Linked DNA regions of Anas platyrhynchos: region 1 is linked to region 2. Evidence: chromatin contacts called from public Hi-C data. All regions are on one chromosome and are shown on one strand. The core of a region is the stretch at or near the end of the contact, and the rest is flanking DNA. Distances in the headings are between cores, read along the strand shown. Region 1 overlaps EIF2AK3 (eukaryotic translation initiation factor 2 alpha kinase 3). Region 2 overlaps LOC140002364.

What was found. A called contact is a pair of places that touch in the nucleus more often than the background predicts.
Region 1: a contact with region 2 is called in a Hi-C map of subcutaneous adipose tissue, with 2.6 times the contacts expected there. The contact joins two enhancer-like sites. A contact is called at or near these places in 2 of 8 Hi-C or Micro-C datasets (skeletal muscle and subcutaneous adipose tissue).

The regions. Positions count from the first base shown.
Region 1 is chr4:74,205,956-74,212,320 of IASCAAS_PekinDuck_T2T, reverse strand. It overlaps EIF2AK3 (eukaryotic translation initiation factor 2 alpha kinase 3), which reads left to right. Exons shown (of 17, transcript XM_027455765.3): 14 at 2,697-2,864; 15 at 3,455-3,556; 16 at 5,284-5,346. Among named protein-coding and RNA genes, the nearest start is that of EIF2AK3, 36 kb to the left of the region's middle. Within about 2 kb of position 2,385, at least 3 of the 8 cell types and tissues checked have an H3K27ac peak or open chromatin away from gene starts, as enhancers often do.
Region 2 is chr4:74,169,266-74,175,073 of IASCAAS_PekinDuck_T2T, reverse strand. It overlaps LOC140002364, which reads right to left. Exons shown (of 7, transcript XM_072036790.1): 4 at 5,540-5,677; 5 at 4,240-4,369; 6 at 3,293-3,452; 7 at 2,530-2,926. The coding sequence ends at 3,299. Among named protein-coding and RNA genes, the nearest start is that of FOXI3, 26 kb to the right of the region's middle. Within about 2 kb of position 3,818, at least 1 of the 8 cell types and tissues checked has an H3K27ac peak or open chromatin away from gene starts, as enhancers often do.

The DNA.
Region 1 (6,365 bases), core at 1,136-3,635, 39 kb before region 2:
GAACCTATTTGAGTATTTTCTTTCCGCATCAGCATTAAGCAGTTACCTTAAGCCAATTATCTAAGAAATCTTTAGTGTTGAAGAAAGTGACCAAAGAAGTAATTTAATCCCTGTATTAATGTGTTGCTAGACATGTTAATCAGTAACATTTCTTAACAATACTTGCAGTTGGAACACTGCAGACTCTTTGAGAACACTGTTCAGTAAAGCTTACCTAGGTCATTGTAAAGCTGTTTCTCCATTAATTGCTGTGTAGAGTTCTGTTGGGACATCTGAAAAGTTCAATGGAGGCATAAAAAACTTGAAAAGACTCCTTGAGCAAACAACTTCGGTGCTTCAGAAAACCTGCCCTGCGTGTCTGACGTTATCCTTGGATCCTGGAAGTCCAGTTGGGTGTTCGTTGTTCACTTGGTCAAAACAGCAGCCACATTTATCACTGTCTGAAGTTCTCAGAAGCTTCTTGAGACACTTGTAATTTGTCCAAGAGATTGGTTGTGCAACCCCAGCTTTGTGTCAGTGCTAATGCAGGAATAATCTGCACAGCTGTTTTGCTTCTGCTAATAGTTAGCTCTGTGTAGCAGAGACCTGGAAAATACTTTAAATATTTACAGTGTACGTTAAGTAGGCTCCTACTACTGAGAGAGATCGTTGTGACAAGATGGCAGTTCAGGCAGGCAAGTGGATAAATCACAATTCCAGTTCTTTTGAAGAAAACAGAGTACAGAAACAGAAGTCTGTCTGTCCAGTGAATGTATTGCTACTCCCAGATTAAGCTCTTGGCCATGCTTTAACAGCTCAAAATCAACAGTGGGTCCTGTCAAATAGGGTATCACAGAACTGACAGAATAGTCTTAGGCGTGTTTTGCAGCATTAATTGAATGAAAGTCTTCCAGATGTAGCTTATTCGCATTTGTGAAAAAAGGTGGGAGTTCTTGCTCTGACTGCAGAATCTGAAAAGAAATTTCTTTGTAGAGGTGGCAAGATAACTAGAGAGTGGCTGTATTCTTCTCACTGAATGCAAAATTGTGTGTATTTCCCTTAAATGTCCTCTTTCAGAATGTGGTCTCTTTTTGCTGGCAGTTTCCAATAACAGCCCATTCGCCTTAATTTGTAGAAACTATATGCCTGGCCATTCAGAGATCTGTTTTCAGCCAGGGAAGCATACGATTATGCTTACAGGGCGGCAGCTTTTGTGCACTAAAGGAGCTGTGACTCCAAAGGACAGGACACTGATCGCTGGAAAACACAGCAGGAGATAAGACCTGGCTCAGATGGCAGTTCTAGAGGCAGGATGTGGGTACCGTGGAAATAACATGTTGCATCTAACTGCTTGCTTATCACCAAGCTCTCTGGGTGTTTCAGTGGCTTGGAGAAACAAGAAGCCTTTTCTTCTGTCTTCTTCCTTGCACGGAGTGGGTTTGTTTTTAACTGAGGAATTCGGATGGACTTTGAAACAGGTCAGCTTTGTAGTCCTCTAGTCAGGCAGAGAAATATTGCCCTGTGTCTGCCTTCCTTCTCCTGTTCCAGGAGTTATGCCAACAAAGCTTGGAGCAGGCTCTCCCAGCCTTGAAGGTGCAGGAGCAGTGAGAGGAGCCTGCCCAGCACCACCTGCTGCTTTTTCCACACGTAGCTTTCCCTGTCCATAACCCTGAAGTGCTGCTGCTTCCCCCTGGCAGGAGCAGTCTGTTATTTTCCCAGAATCGTGTCTGTCTCTATCTGTGAGCCAGGTGGAGCAGTCAGCTTTCAAAGAAGTAATTGCTCATTTGGTGTGTGTTGTGTCATCATTTTACTCTGGGGGCGGTGAGGCACTGAACAGGCTGCTCAGAGGAGCTGTGGCTGCCCCATCCCTGGAGGTGCTCAAGGCCAGGCTGGATGGGGCTTTGGGCAGCCTGGTCTGGTGGGAGGTGTCCCTGCCCATGGCAGGGAGCTGGAACTGGATGGGCTTTAAGGTCCCTTCCAACCCAAACCATTCAATGATCCTATGATCAGCCAGAATGCAAAGCTCTGGAAGAGACGCTCTGAGATGGGTACCATTAGCAAGTGAGGCACCCCTGTTTGTTGTTTTTTTTTTCCAGTTCTGATTTCTTTTATCAGTAGGTTAAAAGCAAAACAAGGCAAATTGTTGCTGTTGTTGCTCTTGTGAAGTACTTAAGCTTCAAATAATGAATTAATTCTGTTACACAAATGGTTATTCGCGCAGTTAAGTTAAGCAGTACCAGCTGAAAAGCACACCTTGTTCCCAGACTTCCAGCCTATCTGTAAGATGATAACCAGCATGTAACACATCATCTTAATACTGAAAATGAGTTCAGCACTTGGAGATAGGAATAAAAAAATAAGTCAGAACTCTAGCACATGATGTGAACTTGCCATGTGTTTGGAAAGTTGGATAACTTATCGGTGCTGCTCCCCACAGCTGTTGACTTTTCTGCATCTTACTCATTAGATCTGTAGTCCCTCTACTGGAAGACAAGAAATGAGCAGCCTGGGTTTCCAGAAGGGAGCCTGGTTAATGCAGGGGTAATCTCTTTTCCTGCATGGCTGAGATTCTTAGCTGGTTCTGCTCCTGTGATGTTTAAGGGGCATTTTAGCCTTGACAGCATGAATTATATGAATACCTACCAAGTGTTTGTTGTACCTAGCAGAAAACATTCTTGTTTATAACTTATTTTCTTTTCTCCCGTTTGTTTTCTCAGCCTTCCAATATATTTTTCACAATGGACGACGTAGTAAAGGTTGGGGATTTCGGACTGGTAACTGCAATGGATCAAGATGAGGAGGAGGAGTCGGTACTCACCCCCATGCCAGCTTATGCCCGGCACACAGGACAAGTAGGGACCAAACTCTACATGAGCCCAGAACAGGTTTGTGCTCTCTACTCTGAAGCTATTTCCAGCACCACCTGGGAGACACCTGAATTTGGGAGTTCAAAGATCAGGCAGTCCTTCTAGAAAGTTGTTGCTATTGAGATATTTACATTATTTCTCATCAAAGTAGAGCTTTGAGCTAAACTGAATTTCAAAATTAGTACTTTTAACATACGTATATATAAAGCCATATGTAATAAGACATACATATATGTAATTTTTATATATAATAGTAAAAATATACATAATAGTAAAGAAGTGGCTGATTTCTACTTGATGGATTGATTTGTGTTGCTCTTAACATATTAAGAAGATAACTGTGTAATATTCAAGTTAGTTAACGATGCACTATTGTACATGATGTTTAAGTTGAAACATTTTGGCTTGCAGATGGGTCTGATGATCAGGAGCTTGCTCAGCCATACTCATTTGATAGTTTCATGTGCCCAGAGGCTGTTACAGTACCTGTCCTGTCTTCAGCTCTGCTGAGTTAGTCACTTCCCTGTGTTGAAAGGGGCTGATTACCTTGTACGTAATTCCATACAGTGATTAGATTGACTGACCTGACCTTAATTCTGAATTTCCAGATCTGTGGGAACACCTATTCGCACAAGGTGGATATCTTTTCTTTGGGACTGATTCTCTTCGAGCTGCTTTACCCTTTCAGCACACAGATGGAGAGAGTCAAGGTACGTATGGTACCGCACCACGGATTATCTTCAGTTTGGTCATTTCTTTAAAAGAGCTGTTTGCTCTGTGGAACACTTGCAAGCTGTTCTTCACAGCTTTGAGACAGTGTTGGAACTAGGAACACAATATCTTTATCAGCCTTATACATACCCCCTGAATCACTGGAAATGAATTGCAGTTTTCCTCATCTGTGCAGTGAGATTGAGGCTGTCACTTTTTTTACAAAGCTCCTCTGTTATCTCAAGTAAGAGAAACTACTGAATTAGGATATTCAAGATCTCAGATGGCAAAGGTTGTAACTTCAAACCTACCAGCTCATTTTTTGTTCAAGAATTGGAGTCATGCTCTGTGTTTTTATGACTTCTTTTTGCATCTCCAGAGCTTTTTTACCCAAGACATTGAATATTTATTCCTTTTCTGATACTGTCTTTGCGGTAAGTCTAGCTCATTGCTCATCTTAAAGCAGTCGATAACAGATGACTTATTGGATTAAATATGAATTTGGAAGGTTTCACTTCCTTGCTGTTAAAATGCATGTGAAGAAGATTGCCCTAACTTGCCTCGATTTCCAATTTTTGATTAAAAAGAACCTCCAGCCATTTCTTGTCAGCCCTGGAGATTACAGTCCCAGAGATTAGCTTCTTTAATAGTTGCTTCCAAGTTGTTACACTGAAAGTTTTCCTCGGCATCAGCCAAGTTTTACTGCTGTTAGCTGAAGCGAAGAATGCTCTGCCTGCCCAGGGAGCACAGCAAATCCTTGCAGTCTGGGACAAAGGGCTGAAAAACCCCCAGAGGAGGAATGCGAGACCTGCCTCTGTCTCAGACTGTCAGCAGTTAAGTCTCTGGCAGTGCAGTTTATTTCCAGATTAGATGTTGAGAACAGATCACTAAATGCAGAGTGACTTGGTAAAGGAAAGAAGCATTTTGAAATAGCTTGCCATAAAACTCATTTCTCTTGAACAGGAGTTTGACTGTTGACCATCACTATTAACTGATCAGTTTGTACTTTCAGTGAGTAATAGTGGATTTAATTTAACGTCAGAGTTCATATATTTTATGCTCAAAATTGTGCAAAAGGAGATCTTCATTAAAATAAGAGCTAAATACTGCCCTTCTGCACTAACAAGATGCTGAAGTAGGTCATGGGTTTCTGGAAATCACAATTTCAATTCATGAGGCAGCCAGGCTGCAGATATTTTGTGGCTCAGTGTGGAGAAAATCCTGTCACTAGATGGAGCCAACGTGCTGCCTAAACAAGAAAGACTGACTGACGGGGATTAGCTACATTGCAAGGACACAGAAATACGCAACTTCTTTCAAAATTGCTGATAAATGTTGGTCCGTAAATATTAAGGAAACACTGTGCTTACATTATTAAGGCAGAGCCAGTCACTTTGTGGGTCTTAATACTGGTGTAGGTGATCTTGGGGGTTACAGATGCTGCAGAGTACTTTACTGAGCCAGAACAGAAAGTACAAATGTGTTTGGATGATTTACAGCTGCAGAGATCACAATTCTTGTAACATGCCAATTTATGTAATGTGATTTCAGGTTCAGGCTGTAAGCAGCAACTTGCCTGGTTAAGTGAGATTTAACCACTAAAGCAAGATAAAGTTTTTCTCCATCAGGCTGATTTGTTTTCAGAAGTGGCATATTTTTCAACAATAATAACTATGTTGAAGAATGATATTTTGGAAAATTAACATTTTTCTTATCATTTTTGCAGACCCTGAGTGATGTTAGAAACTTGAACTTTCCACCGCTGTTCATTCAGAAGTATGCACAAGAAGTAAGTATGTCTCATGCTAGTAATTGTAGCTTTTTTCTTTGCTTTCCAACTGTTTTGCAAGTAAAAATAGAAGGGGAAAAAACACCCAAAGCACCAGCTTTTGTTTAAGACACATTTCTCTGCCTGTGAACTTACACTGTCTTCCAAAATTCTAGCATTATAGAACATTATAGTAGTGTGGATGCTGTTGCTTCTGTCACAAGTTTATCTCCAGTAATATACAATATTACTTGTTTTCTCTTCTTGCTTGATGTTACTCCTGTTGCATACATCTTGCCATGAGTTCTTGCAACAAATCCATATTCACAAGGAGAAGGTGCAGAGTTCTAGGCAGAAAATGGAGATATCACAGTAGCATCATGGCTGTATGGGATTTAGCTCCAGGAACTGGATCCTTGAGTAGAAAACCAAATTAATCAAATCCTTGAAATGATACGGTTTCAGATAAAAAGAGGAGGTGATGTACAAAACCTCTCCAGTGGAAAGCTGAAGTGCTTTTGTGTTTTCTTGGTAGCTTCACACCACTAGCTAAATGAGACAAGCCTTTTTTGCTTTACAGCTGCAGGCTGTCCGGAGGAATTCAATGTGCTGTGCTCAGCTAGAACAGGACATTTTGTTTTCTACTCTGCAAGATGCTTTGTTAAGTAATTCTGACTTCAAGACAGATTTTCAAACTACCTGTGTATTTAAAGGAAAACTTCTAACTCACCATGAAAAATTACTTGCATGGCTTTAAATGCGGTGGCTTAAGCATAAAGCTGAACACCACTCATGAGTTACATTTCATTTGTTTTAAAATCCTTATGATTACAAATAATGTAAAGGCTGTATAACTATTGAATCTTGGGTCAGATTTGATTTGCCAAATAGACTGTAGTCCTTGATAGTGTAGGCAATTTAAGGAATGCACAGTGATATGTTTTCAAACATTTAATGTGTTTCTAATTAGTGTGCCAACATACTAATACCCAAATTACTTAGAAAGCAACTGGGAACACTTTCTAGTTGTTCATACAGAC
Region 2 (5,808 bases), core at 2,569-5,068:
ATCTGCAGTGAGAGCTAGAAAGATTATAAGTAGGGCAATAGTAATTACTGGGCTACCTTCTGATCATTTTGAATGGATTCTCCTATAAAGGATGAAAAAAGTTCAACCTTCAGTTTGTTCTTGTATGCTTGGAAGCATAAAGGACAAAATTAAGGATGGAAAACGCTACGTGGAAGTTCATGGTGATGAGAAGGGAAGGTCCCAGGGCATCCTTTTCTTTGGGCAGCCGTCCCCATTATGCGGCTTAGGGAGGAAATGTACCGAGCATTTAAGGGGATGGGGCACCGTGTGGCACCCCAATGCCACACTCACATCCCACTACCTACTACCTGCACAGCCTGGCCTAAGAGGGTGTTTGGGGCACACGTTGCACCTCCAAAGGGAGAATTTCCCTTTCCACCCAGGAGATGGCACTAAGGCACTCACGCAAAAAGCATCACCACAGCCCTAGTGGAAACTTATTTTTCTCTGAAGTTAGGCATGCACTGGGGAGAAAACCTGCAAACTGCACTCTCTGGGTTGTGCAGCCTGTGATGGGATCAACAAAGCGTCCTAAGAGGGAACACTTCCCATACAAACACCTCATCCCTTTTTGAATCCCACACAGCTCACGGCTGGTGTCATCTAGTGCTGTGAGGCCAGGCAGTTAATTCACGGCTGTGCAAAAAAGGATTGAAAATGGACGGTGCTGAGGTAATTCCAGCATTCACTAGAGCTGCTCACCTCTTTTCAGCCCCAGCACTCTTCCATTTTAAGCCTGTGTCACTCACATGAAGTGGCTCCATCCGCAGGGCTCACAGAAGCATCACTGGGGCACCAGAGAGAGAGGGAAGTGGTCCCTGTGGCTGTTCCCTTTTGTGATTTGAATATATTTGCATGCAGCCTGATTGTCACCATCACAAAACAGCCGTGACCTCCCAGAGTGGTGCGAGGGTTCTCTGGAGCCACGCTTTGCACTGCGCTGACTGCTGCCTACCCACTTGTGTGCTGGAGCTGGCTCGGAGCCATCTGTTTCCATAGCAGGGAGTGGGAGAAAAATAAATAAATCATCAAGAGGAACAGCTGCCAACATCAGATGGGACAATATTGGGAAAGGGTGATAAGAAACAAAGGTAGGAAAGGAAATAAATGTGGTTCTGGGTAGACAAATAGGCAGGATCCTTCATGGCCAGAGCAGCAGTTCTGTATTTCTCTCCCAAGGAGTGATTTGGCCTGCCTCAGATCCCCAGCTCCCAGGAGAGGAGGAACAACCTGCGGAGGGAAGGTGCCATGCACCAGAAGACCCAGAAGAAGACATTTCAGGGTGCCCTGGTGCAGGCTGGTGCCCGCTGGGTCTCACCTTTGCTGCAGACAAGCACACCATTAAGGCCAACGACAGCAAATCCAGCATCCCTCTGCCTGATGGAACATCTCTGTTAGTGCTTGGATGGCTGTACCGTAAGCATAGCTTCTGTCTCGGCCATTTGTTTCCACCGTGGTCACCCATGCTGATCAGCAATTAGCAGCATATTTGTTCCTCATGAAGATGACTTGAAATTACCTTATATAAATCATTCGTCGCAACGCAGCCCCTCAGCCTACCAGCACTGCAGTGAAGCAATGTCAGCGTGTCTGAGGACTCCAGCCTGGGGAGGCAGGAGGACAACATTTCTTTCAGAAGAGAAACAAATCAGTGAGATTGTGGGATTCATTTTAACCGGTGCAAAAGCACACAGCTCACTAAGAACATCTCTATTTGTGGGGTCCCATTCCCCAGGAAAACTGGACAACTGTCTCCTCTGCAGCTTGATGTAGGCAAATATTATTTCTCCCTCTTTTAAAGTTGAAGGCAGTTTCATTGCTTCTGCTCTCCAAATTCCACCCACCATACACAGCTGCAGTGGAAAGCCCTTTGATCCCCAGCACTGCACTGATGGGGTCAGGAACATCCCCAAAGCTTCTCCTCTTGCAGCCATGCACATGGCTTTCCTAGGGTCCTGTGGCAACTTAATGGCAAAATTTGTCACCAGGGAGTGGTGATGGGGTGAAAAACCTGTGGAGTGTAAGGAAAATGTGATTCCTTATGCTGATAAGGTGATGTAAGGTATCCAGGAGAGGTGATTCCCTATGCTGATAAACCCCTTGGGGCAGGGAGCAGAGTGCTGCTGTGTCTGCATAGTCCATCACCATCAGCTCCTGGCTCAGGTGTGATTAATATTGCTGCAAGAGAGATTTTTGGCTGGCATTATTGCTCTCTTCGGATATTTTGGCAGTATCCATTAGGAATAACTTGCTTATCCCCGAGCACCATAGGGCTGTCTCATTAAAAGCAGCACATTTTAGGAACAGAGGAGGGAAGTCTCTACACCACCCACTGCAGGCTAATTTTGGTGCCAGTTCAGAGGACCCCAAGGCAGAGCACCAAGGTGACGATGTTGGACAGGATCGGTCCTGTCCAGGGCCACCAGCCCTTCCCTGCAGCCTCCATGGGATCCGCAGCTCTGCAATGCCACCTTCAGGCTGGCAGCAGCCTTGCTCCGTGCAGAAATCCTAGAAATCTCCTTAAACCCCCCAAAACACACAGTAAAATCAACGCTGGCTGCCCTGGATAACACACGCAAGACTTTTAAGACCATATTAACACAGCGATTTTAAAATAACTTCGTGCTATAAGACAAAGTTTACTGGAAATTTTTATTTAGAGTATATGAATTGAAACTGAGTGGCTTTAGCTCTGTAACTTGCATCGTCCAAAAAATCCTTTTTTTTTTTTTCTGACAACAATAAAAGCTCAGGTTTCTTGTGAGATTTCAGTGAAAATATATGTGTAAAAAAAAATTCTGCTGAACACTTAAAAAGTATTCAGTAATGGGGGTTTTGGAAGAGAGGTTTCCAGGCTTCCAGGGTCTCCGGTGGGCAATATCACACAGTTTAGAGAGCCAAGGAGCTGCAATCACAAAATAACATAGGTAACACATCCTAAAATCATTCAGAAACTCACAAAATAATGTAGGTGTCCTGGTCCAGCCTGCTGAGAGCAGGGCCAGCTAGATGAGGCCCTGTCTGATCATCTCCAGTGTCTGACCACCCTTGTGTAAAAAACAATCCCCTAACAAGATCCTATAAAGGAGACTGGTTGGAAAATCACTTTTTAGGAGAAAATGCTGCTATTCAGAAGAACATTCCAGCAATAAATCACTTACTATTTTGTCTCAGGCTTCACATCTGTTGATGGTTTTTCCCACTGCCTCAGCCCCTGAAATCCCATAATACTCACAGCTTTCCCTGCAAACATGCTAATCCTGGCACTCACCATGGCTCACGGGGCCGTGTCCAGTGCAACTCCAGTCTGGGAGGACAGCCTGGGGGGCTTCAAGGCAGAGCTCAGCCCCGTGGTGGGCTCTTGAGCCGCCCGGTTCAGCCTATGCAAGAAAATGCTGTAGTTGTCCTTGTACTCGGACACCCAGTGGTTCCTGCAGAGATGGAGAAAGGGTGAGAAGTGAATCTCCATCCTTTACCTTGTGCACCCAGACAGGGTCCTTTCTCCCTTTCTGCTTGGCCACCCAGCCTTGAAACCGTTTGGAGCACTCAAAATCATGTGCTGATGGCACGGGGAGAAGAAAAGCCTATGTCCATCGGGACCGGCTGTTGCTGGGACCAGTCACCCACCTCGATCAACCATTGCACCAGCTCGGGCTCCAGCCCACACCTAACACCAGGATCGTAGATCAAAATCGAGGCTTCAACGCAAAGCTGAAACATGTGTGTGCTAGGGGGAGGCGGGGGGATGAGGCAGCGGGGAGGAATTGCCGTTCTGGTGAGAAATGAGAGCTCAGGAGCAGTTTCTGCCTGTTTGTTCATAGTGCGCGGATGAGTCACGTCGCAAACAGCTCCTGCCCTGTCTGATTTGAGAGCGCCCTTTCCCAGGGGAAGCCCAGGTGCTGAAATGTTGATTTGTGCCTCCCTGCCCCTGTCCCACAGGGGTCTCGGCTCCTTCTTCCCAAGGGGACGTGTCTGAGGTTGGCCCTGGAGGAGTTTCCCAGCTTGTGCCTACAAAACCTTTCAAGAAAAAGCTGAGCCTTGGGGAAGGCTTTGGCCCTGAGGGAATTAATTTGAACCCATTGCATAATGTGGACACAGAGAAATGCACTTGAGAAACACCTTCCAACCCCAGCCGGCTCCAGAACCTCCCTTCTCTACTCTAACCCTGTCCCCCAGTCCCCCCTGATCACCCACTGCCCCCGCTCAGCTGTCCCTTACTGCTGGAAGTGCCCATCTTCAGGGAAAATGTGCGAAATATTCTTATTTGCTTTGCAACATCCATCGTGGGCTGCAGGCCAACGCTGGAAGTCTGTGGTGTAGGTACTTCTCCGGTCAAGGTCAAAGCACTCTAGTGAAAGAGAATCCGAATCATTGAAACGTTTTGGGGTCTCTATCTCCTGTACCCTGCAGCCTGTTTCCCCTCCTCCTTGGCTTCATCGTCACTTCATGCTCTTGGTGCTCCCACTGGGGCTCCCAGGACTGATGAGGAACAAGGGTTAGCCAAGGAGAAACACAAGAATTGCCTCCCTGCAGAGCCAAGGGCCCATGAGATTATTGAGCCCTCATTTCCTATGGCCTCTTGAGCATGATGGAGAGCATGCAAGGCAGATCTAGAAGTGATATCCTGCTTTCTTCTGGACACTGACCGGTCAGTAGCTATGTATTTTCTCCTAGCGTCTAGCTTTTCTTCTTTTATCATGCCAGAGCAAGGCACCCCTGCTTTATTTAATCAGGAGTAAACCAAGGAAGAGGTCTGCTTAACCTCTGCAGAGTAAATAAATAAAGGCACAGCCCCTCTTGTGCTGCATTACCACAAGAGGATGCACGGGCACTGATTTTAGGCTGAACTCTGGGCAGTCGCACAAGACTCCGTTCCCTCACTCGTGTTTGTGTCCGTGGTTGTGTGTGTGGAACTACATGTGCGAGTGACCCCAAATAAAGCAGGTTTGTGGAAATCCTGTACTCCCAGGCCACCATTAGTGCAAAAACCACAGGAATTTGGAAAAGGGGCAGTTCAGCTCCTTGCCAGGGTGCTGCAGGCAAAGGGAATGTAGGCAGGCAGGGTGGCCCCCAAATGAGGACCAGCACATCTGCTCTGCTCTCACCCCCCAAAATCCATGCAGGAGCTGATTTGAAAGGTGTCATCTCCTGTCTGGGGTATGCATCCTTCTGACCCAGCAGATCTGCCTGCAGAAAATCCGCTGCCCACCTCTCACAGCGAAGCAGGGAGGATGCACAAAGAGCTACTGACCCCAGACATTTCTGGTGTGGCCCATATGGAAAGGGGGATGAGAGAGGTGGTATTTCCAGCGCCCCAGCCTTTTCTGGAAGAAAATTGTTTTTCCTTGCCCTGCCTCTCCCCACCAACAGGTGGATGGTTATGGGGACTCTGCAGGCGCTTCCCGTTTTATTCACCTTCCCTTCACCTTCCTCAGCCTCTTCCTGCATGAAATTAAAAGAGCCCAAAGCCAGGCTGGAGGCCACAAGTCACCCACAAGGAGCAGCTGCCCCAACTGACCTTCCGCCAAAACAGAGGAGCCCAGGAACATGTTCTTGTTCTGCTGAGCCTCCTCTTGCTTTGCCCGGCCCGTCTCCAGCATGAAGTGCTGGTAGGTGCCCCAGGTCGGATCCAGCTTCTGCCTGTGCAGCAACATCCCTGAGAGATGGGAGAAGACAGTGAATTAGATGGAAGCAGCATCAATTACCCAAACCTACCCTTGGGTGGGAGCAGGCAAACAAACAGCTGAGGCAAGTTGGAGCCTCAGCTGGCATAAATCAGGGGAGACT